Linked DNA regions of Gossypium hirsutum: region 1 is linked to region 2. The links are chromatin contacts, called in public Hi-C maps. All regions are on one chromosome and are shown on one strand. The core of a region is the stretch at or near the end of the contact, and the rest is flanking DNA. Distances in the headings are between cores, read along the strand shown. Region 1 holds the start of LOC107954056 (galacturonosyltransferase 8). Region 2 holds the start of LOC107954052 (histidine-rich glycoprotein).

The links. A called contact is a pair of places that touch in the nucleus more often than the background predicts.
Region 1: a Hi-C map of leaf shows a contact between it and region 2, with 2.7 times the contacts expected there. The contact joins the promoter of LOC107954056 here to the promoter of LOC107954052 in region 2. A contact is called at or near these places in 3 of 34 Hi-C or Micro-C datasets (callus and leaf).

Annotation. Positions count from the first base shown.
Region 1 is chrD07:12,479,240-12,483,645 of Gossypium_hirsutum_v2.1, reverse strand. It overlaps LOC107954056 (galacturonosyltransferase 8), which reads left to right and starts at 1,651. Exons shown (of 3, transcript XM_016889525.2): 1 at 1,651-2,089; 2 at 2,236-3,483; 3 at 4,304-4,406. The coding sequence starts at 1,904. It overlaps LOC107956622 (a long non-coding RNA gene), which reads left to right. Exons shown (of 2, transcript XR_001700175.2): 2 at 258-484.
Region 2 is chrD07:12,318,452-12,322,926 of Gossypium_hirsutum_v2.1, reverse strand. LOC107954052 (histidine-rich glycoprotein) reads right to left here and starts at 1,886. Exons shown (of 4, transcript XR_001699402.2): 1 at 1,508-1,886; 2 at 1,067-1,200; 3 at 829-975; 4 at 385-662. LOC107954051 (cyclin-C1-2) reads left to right here. Exons shown (of 9, transcript XM_016889516.2): 8 at 190-337; 9 at 435-718. The coding sequence ends at 536.

The DNA.
Region 1 (4,406 bases), core at 402-2,901, 160 kb before region 2:
ATGAAAGTAAAGATAAAAGAAAAATGTAAATAAAGATGATAGTCACTGCAAAAGAAAAAAAAAACTAAAAGAATCACCTTTAAAAAAACTCGAATTTTCTGTTCTCTATTGAAATTTTCCCTCTGTATTCTCTCAATACCAAAAAATCCCCCCATTTACATATTAAAAATGGCCTTTTATAGGCCGAAAAAAAGAAACAAAAATAAAATTATTTGCTTGTTTTTCACATCCGGACTCTTTGAGTCCGTTTTTTGCAGGTATCATGGTGAGCAAACGCGGAAGAGCTAGCCCCGAGACGTGCGGCAGTTGGAGGCTTGCTGGCGGCGTCGGGGCAGACATGCGGCTAGGGTTCTTTTTTGTTTTTTGTTTTGCTTTGGGCCAGGGCTATTTTGGGCCACTTATTTGTTGGGTTAATACTATTTTCTTTTTTGTGTTTAAACCCAGGCCGATTGGGCCTTATTACAATTACGATGATATTTTTTAATATTTTTATATAACATTAATAAAAAAATTATATATGATAAAAAATAATATAATTTTTAAAATTTAAAATTTTCAATTTCAATCCATTTGATTCTTATATATATAGAGATATATTGAATAATATATTTTTTACATAATACTTTTAGTCAAAATCCAACTCTTTCAAGTTAAATATTAATAATACACTCTCATTCACAACTAATCCAACCATCTCATTCATAGCAAAAAGGAAAAAAGTCAAAATTTGAATTTAGTCCCTCTATCGTTTTTAAATATTAAATTTAATTTTTATACTCTAATTTCACATAATTTAATTCTTTAACTAATTCAAATATTTAATGCTGTTAATTATTTTGATTAAAATATCGATATGAATTTTTCTTAAAAGTATTATTGCTAACAAAATAAAATCATACATTAACTTTATAACATTATTTAAGGTTTATATATTATATACACAGACGATTATATTAAAGGTTAATACGATTACGATTACTATATGAAATGAATGAATATTTTATTTTTTTAAATGTCTATAAAATTTCATATTTACATATGAAACATAATCAAAATTATATATATAATTACACCATATTGTAATTTGTATATTAAATTAAAATTTATTTTTTATTTTAGCGGGGATAGTTACGAATGTGATAAAAGATGAAATTATGCCTAATTTGACCAAAACAGAATCAATAGTTTTCTACCACAACACTTGCCTATGGATTTATTTCTCCAATAATAAAAAAGAGAAGAAATAAAGTAATTTTTAGTTGTTTATGTTTGATAATATTTTTAAAAATTGATCTATGAATTTTTTTTATTAGTCTCGAATTTCTTATTTTAATTATTAAATTTATGCTTTGTTAAAGTGCGATGATATGTTATATTGAAATTGCATTATATCATTATATGAAATTTTTAAAAAGATTATATAAATTCTCAAAAAAATAAAAAAATTAAAAATTATTTAACTGATGATGTGACACAATTTTTAAAATGTCATGTTACTATAAATCCAAAATTAAGGATCAAAATAAAAATACTGTTAAATTTAGGGATTTACTTGAAAAATATATCAGGACCAAGGTAGCAAATATTGTTAAAGTTCGGGACTAAATGTTACCAAGATAAAATGGGAGCGTTCACACAGGATCCCGCGTTGCGCCAAATTCCAAGTGGCACCCAGCTAGCTTACCTTGTCACCGACAATAACGAAATCAAAGCTGTTGATCTCCGTAAACCCACACCCCTTATCATAATCTCTCTAACATCAGAAAGCGAAAGTCTCCCAAGCTTAGAACCCAAAATCCAACAAAAACAAAAATCAGTGAGTGAAGAGAGAGTGGCGCTTGTGTTTTGGCATCATCTTTCCATTGTTTTTAATCGTTTGATGCGTCGGTGATTGATCGAAAAGATGGCGATTCACCGTACAGCAAGAAACAGCGGCGTCGGCGTCGGAGGAGCAGGGGCGACGATCGGAGGTTTTGGATTTACAGTTAGATTATTGGCTTCTGCAATTACGTTTGCAATTTGTTTGTTCTTTGCTCTTTCTTTCTTCTTCACTTACCACTCTCACTCTCCTCATCTTCAAACAAACCTTGTAAGTTCTAACTAACTTTCTCTTTATTTTAACTGAAAATTAAATTAAACTCTTTTTTCGACTCATTATTGTTTTTTAAAGATGAATTAAAGAAGGAAAGCATACGGTGATTGATGGAACGGTTTCGTTTCTTTTGTGTTTTCTAGGGTTTCTCAACTGATTCCTATGGAATCGGATCCACGAGGAGGTCCGTTTTGGCACTTAAATCGGATCCGCTCAAGCCTCGACTGGATCAGATCCGGAAACAAGCCGACGATCACCGTTCTCTTGTCCTCGCTTACGCGTCTTACGCTCGGAAATTGAAGCTTGAAAACTCGAAGCTCGTTAGGGTTTTCGCCGATCTATCGCGGAATTACTCGGATCTCATTAACAAACCATCTTATCGGGCTCTGTTTGAAACTGATTCACTGTCCATCGATGAGTCGGTGCTCCGGCAATTCGAGAAAGAAGTGAAAGAGCGAATCAAGGCTACGCGCCAAATGATTTCGGAAGCCAAGGAATCTTTTGATAACCAACTCAAGATCCAGAAATTGAAAGATACGATCTTCGCTGTCAACGAGCAGCTGACAAAAGCGAAAAAGCAAGGTGCGTTTTCCAGCCTCATCGCGGCCAAATCAATCCCTAAGAGCTTACATTGTTTGGCAATGAGGTTGATGGAGGAACGTATCGCACATCCAGAGAAGTATACCGATGAAGGGAAGCCAACTCCTCCTGAGTTTGAGGACCCTAAGCTTTATCATTATGCGATTTTTTCGGATAACGTACTTGCAGCATCAGTGGTGGTGAATTCCGCCACGAAGAACGCCAAAGAGCCCTGGAAACACGTTTTCCATGTAGTGACTGATAAGATGAATCTTGGAGCAATGCAGGTTATGTTCAAATTGAAAGATTACAATGGAGCACACATTGAAGTTAAAGCAGTTGAGGATTATAAGTTTTTGAATTCTTCTTATGTCCCAGTGTTGAGACAGTTAGAATCCGCAAATTTGCAGAAGTTTTACTTTGAGAACACGCTCGAAAATGCCACGAAAGATACTACTAACATGAAGTTTAGGAACCCAAAGTATTTGTCAATTTTGAATCACTTGAGGTTTTATTTACCAGAGATGTATCCCACACTGCATAGGATACTGTTTTTGGACGACGATATTGTTGTGCAAAAGGATTTGACAGGGTTGTGGAAGATTGATATGGATGGGAAAGTGAATGGGGCGGTGGAGACTTGCTTTGGGTCTTTCCATAGGTACGCGCAGTATATGAATTTCTCGCATCCTTTGATCAAACAGAAGTTTAATCCCAAGGCGTGTGCTTGGGCTTATGGGATGAATTTCTTCGATTTGGACGCTTGGAGGAGGGAAAAATGTACTGAGGAATATCATTACTGGCAGAATCTGGTACGCTTTCGTTGCCACTCTCTTGTTGTTTGATTGATTTATTATGCCTTGCTTGTGCTACTTTTGGTGCTTGATTTATGCCATTGGATGATGCAACCTTTTTTAGTTAGTATAGCTTGATTGTCCTGTTTCAAAGCTTAAAGCATTTTAATTAAGGGTTAATTACAGCGAATGTCCTCTAACTTTGGTCCAGATTCTAAATCGGTATGGAACTCCAAAACATTAAGTGAGTTATTTAAGCATCATACTATTCAGGTTCTTACATCATTCTAGTAGTCAATTTAGAAGTTAAATATGCTAAAATCAAATATAATATAGAGCTTATTTAAACACATGGATTAAATTTTAAACACAAACAACTTGAATATGACATTGAACAAAAAGAAATAGTCCTAAATTTTAATGTCATTGTATGGTTTTTCAACATGTTTGATCGTTATACATGCAATGGGTATATATGCTTTTTTGATTTACGTGTTTTTAATATGTTTCACGTAAACGTAAGATCCAAGCTAGAATTCAATGTCCAAGTTGACACTTAGGCTAATAGAAGGATTTGATTAAAACTGACTTGTTGAGAACTCAATTGGAATGTTTTGCAAGATTGGGATTCGTTAGAATATAGGTCGAAGTTTGGTGAAGTTTGGTGGAGTTTGGTGCAAGTAACACTAATTGAGAATGCAACTGTGGAATTGGAAATGCTAGAACTAGATGTTCTTTGGGTGTTTTCTCGGATTATGTTCTTTATGGCTGCCTGTCATCATTATTCAGCATTTCTAGTTCAGTTATCGATAATCGATGAACTAACTTGATTTTGCAGAATGAAAACCGGACCTTGTGGAAATTAGGAACTTTGCCTCCCGGTTTAATCACATTTTATTCCACGACGAAACCACTAAACAAGTCTTGGCATGTACTCGGAC
Region 2 (4,475 bases), core at 637-3,136:
AAATTTCAGAGTACTTTATTATCCCTCGTATAACATATGTAGTTGGTTTCTTGCATGTAAAGGTAAGTAACATTGGACCAGACAGCAGCTGCACTAATGAGCACGTAGTCTTTCGTGATCGACAGTTGGTCTAAATTTGTCTTGGTCTTGACTGTACTAAAAACATGTTTCTGTTTTCTTGTAACACAGGGGACTCGTAAACGACACATACAAGATGGACCTTATTCTTATACATCCACCATATTTGATTGCCTTAGCTTGCATGTACATTGCTAGTGTACACAGAGAGAAAGATATCACCACTTGGTTTGAAGAGCTTAGTGTCGATATGAATGTGGTGCGTTACGGTTTCTTTTGTTACAAGAAAACAACTAAATCCATATGTAATATAAAAAAGTGTCCATTTCTAACTTCATTTCATCGAAAACTTGCAGGTGAAGAACATCTCGATGGAGATTTTAGATTTCTACGAAAACTACAAAATTTCAGATGAACGAATCAATGCTGCTTTCAGCAAACTCGATTTTAAGCCTTAGATGGTTGAAGACAAATACCTAACACCAGTGCGATGCATGACTGTAATCTATTATCGCCATGTCGGTTGACTGTATATTAAGAAAGAAGTGAAAGCATGGAGATCTCTGGTTTGATTTAACCTATACCTGTATGATATTACAATGGTACTATTAAAAGCATGAAGAAAGGTTATTAGAGTGAATGTCTAAGTACTCAATTGAGATTTTCTTTTAGTATATAATTCAAATATTTGATCTAAGCTTTGTAAATTGATCCAAACCCAAATTGGTCTAAACAAGAAAGAACTCAAACCTGAAAACATTATAATCTAAAACTGACTCGGACTAACTTCGACCCGCGATATGTCTATATTTGAGTGACAAACGAGGTGATAGAGTCAAGAATCTTGCATCATTCCCAGAATTTAATTTTTCTGTTTCTTCTTAGCCTGCTTCTTCTCTGTATCCACGCAAAAATACACATGAAGATCATAAACTAAGATTAGAAATAACATAATATCAGATGAAAAATGAAGAAAAAAAATTGTTACCCAATTTTCTTTTTGCTTCGGATTTTGCAAAAAACTCCCTCCATTCATCTGTTAGAACAAAAACGGGCTCATCTTCCTCATCATCCTCTTCTTCTACCTGTTGTAGTTGTTCATACTCTTGCTCTTGCAACGCCCTAATTAATAACCCAAAACAAAGAAAAACAAAACCCAGATGAGAGATTCTTTACTTAATTAAAGAAAACAATGGTGTGGCAGTGGGATTGAGAAAATATGGTAAAAACTTCAACGTATTCAGGGTCAACATTATCTTTTAGCACCCGAATTTTCAATTCAAAATTTCATTAACTAAGCTTTGTGATGAAAACCTATGTCATAAATTTGAAAAGCGAATACAGAAATGGGTTAATCGAAGGCTGTTTTCTTTTTTTTCTTTTTAATGTTGCCATAATTAAAAGAAGACTGAGAGTTGGAGAAACTTACGGATTGCCAGAATGGTGGGTTTCGTTTGGCGCGGTTGTAGACACAAGAGGAGCTAAAGTAGGGATTACGTGAGAATGGTGAGTAATGAGGTGGTGATGGTGGTGGTGGTGGTGGTGGTGGTGGAGAGGGCAGCTTATTGTATAGTGGTGGTGATGGTGGAGAGGGCAGCTTTTTGTATGATGGTGGTTGTGGTGGGCAGGGCAGAGGATTGTATGGTGGTGATGCGGATAGAGGATCATCGGACGGTGTTGGTGCGAAACAGGGCATCCAGGCGAAGGTTCCATGGTTCCTATCCTTTCTTTTGACCACCTCTAGGGTTTATAAGAGTACTAAGTAAAAACAAACCAGAGTAGACCGATTTGCAATTGATCAAAGTATTGATTGGGAGAGTCATATTGAATTGGTTAAATTAAAAATTGATCTAAAAATCAGTTGAATCAAATTTTTAAATTTTTAATAATTTATTAATCTTGAACTAATGAACTAATGAGTTGATTAGTTTGACCACCGGTCCAATTAAAAAACATCGGTAAAATTTGAACCAAATGCTTATTATGGTGTTACTTTTAAAATTACTATTATATGTACTAAAAATTCTATCATACATGTAAGCATATGAAAACTATGTATTTAAAATGTAGAGGCTACTTTAAAAATAACATACAATAAATAATCAAACATATAATTTGAAACTAATTAATAACAACGCATTAAAAATGTATGATGTTAAAATGAACTAAATCCACTACAACTATTTATCATGATGTTGTTATTAATCTTGATTTAATGTCACGACTCAATCAATAATATTATCAATATATATAATTAATCGAGGTAATAAAATAAGCATAATATAATAAAAATGTAAATATTTAAAATAATTTTTTAGTTTAATGATAAAATTAATATTTTATTGATGTAATACCTCGAGTTCAAATTTCACCACGTTTAAATTTTTTATTGATTTTTTAAAAAAAATAAAAAGACTAAAATAACCTCAAATAATATAACTTAATTTTAATTACGATAAAACATTTTCATAATTTTTCTAGTTGAGTTATTGCTTGATTGGCTCATAACACCAACCTAAACCAAAGACTTAATTAATATAAATATATTTAGTCTATATATTAAATATATAGGATAAAATCATAAATATATTAATTATTTATATACTATTTATATTATACATACTAAAAATTATATATTTTTAAATTATGTTAACGAATAAATTATAAAAGATAATTATGTGGTACATTAATAAAAAAAACTATCATGCACACCAACAAATGGTTGTAAGGAGTGGAAAGTTACACTTTAAATATTTGAACTAAGCTTGAATTTTAGAGTCATCACCGTGGAGAGGGCTTTATCTGAATGTTGCCCTTAGCTTGAACAAGATTGGTCTCAAATTATAAAATAGATGAAGACAAATGTGGTTATATATAATAATAATAAAATCATGTGCAAGGTTTTCAAAACTAGACCTGTAATCGAATAAATCAGGTCATCGATTAACCTAATTTGATTAATTAAATAATAAATAAAATTCGATTCAACCGATTTTTAACCAATTCAACTGGTCCGTACTAATTCCTAGGACAATCGATCTAATGCCTCCCTCTAGATCAGTACCCAATCGATTTCCGATCTAACCAATCTAATTGATCGGTTTGATCTGGTTCAAGAAACCATGGCAATGTGTCTTTAATTGATATTTCTAAAAAAATTAGAAACTAAACAAAGAAATATTCATTTCTTAATTCCATTTGTAAAAATAAAAAACAGTATCAATAATAATTCAATTATAAATATAATTTTACAATATTAAATTAAAAAAGGTAAAATGAAGATTTAGGGTGTGTTTGGTTCGCTGTATTGGATTAGAGGTGTACTGGATTAAAGGTGTAATAGCAAATCAACTGTTTGGTTGAATGTAATGGAATAGAGGCGTAATAGTAATCTTGTGTTTGGTTGAATGGAATAGAGGTGTAATAGCATAATGGAAAAAACTAAAATGACTAGAATACCCTTAGCATAAATTTGTTTTGGTAAATGATTATTGTTATTGTTATTTAAATTTTAATAAGATTATTATTATCAATAATAAATATTTTAATCATATTTAAACATAATTATTATTAAATATATTATAATTAAAATATATAATTTAATAAAATTCTTAATAATTAATATTATTATATGAATTTACTCAAATCATAATATATGATACTGTAAAATATAAATTAACATAATTATTATTAAATATATTATAATTAAAATATATGATTTAATAAAATTCTTAATAATTAATATTCTTATATGAATTTACTCAAATCATAATATATGATACTATAAATGAAAATTTGAAATAATTAATATTAAATATATTTTAATTAAAATATATGATTTAATAAAATTTAAAATAATTATAACTAATAAATTATATTTTATGAATTTGTATAATTTAAAATAATAATTATTACATATAATTTAATAATTAATATTAAATTTCATAAAATTCTTGATAATAAATTTTCTTATATGAATTTATACAATTTAAAATAATTAATATTAAATATAATTTAATAGTGATATATAATTTCATAAAATTCTTAATAATAAAATGTTCTTATATGAATTTACTAAAATCAATATATAACTTGAGAATTATATTCTGCATAAATATAATTAACTTATATTAAGAAAATGTTAGATGAAAATGAAATTGTACATCATAATCCATATGTTATATAGTTTTACAACATCAAAAAGTTTGAACATTGATATTTAATGGTGAGAAAGAAATCTTCTGACCCATTCCAATCGGGCAACAAAAGGTAAACTAAAGAAAACGATCAATTGAGTTGGATGATATGGAATTTTACTCAAAGCATCATACCGTTGATCGTCGGTTAAACCTTCAATTGACCATAAGGCTGAATATAAATTTGAAGCTTTCTCTTCC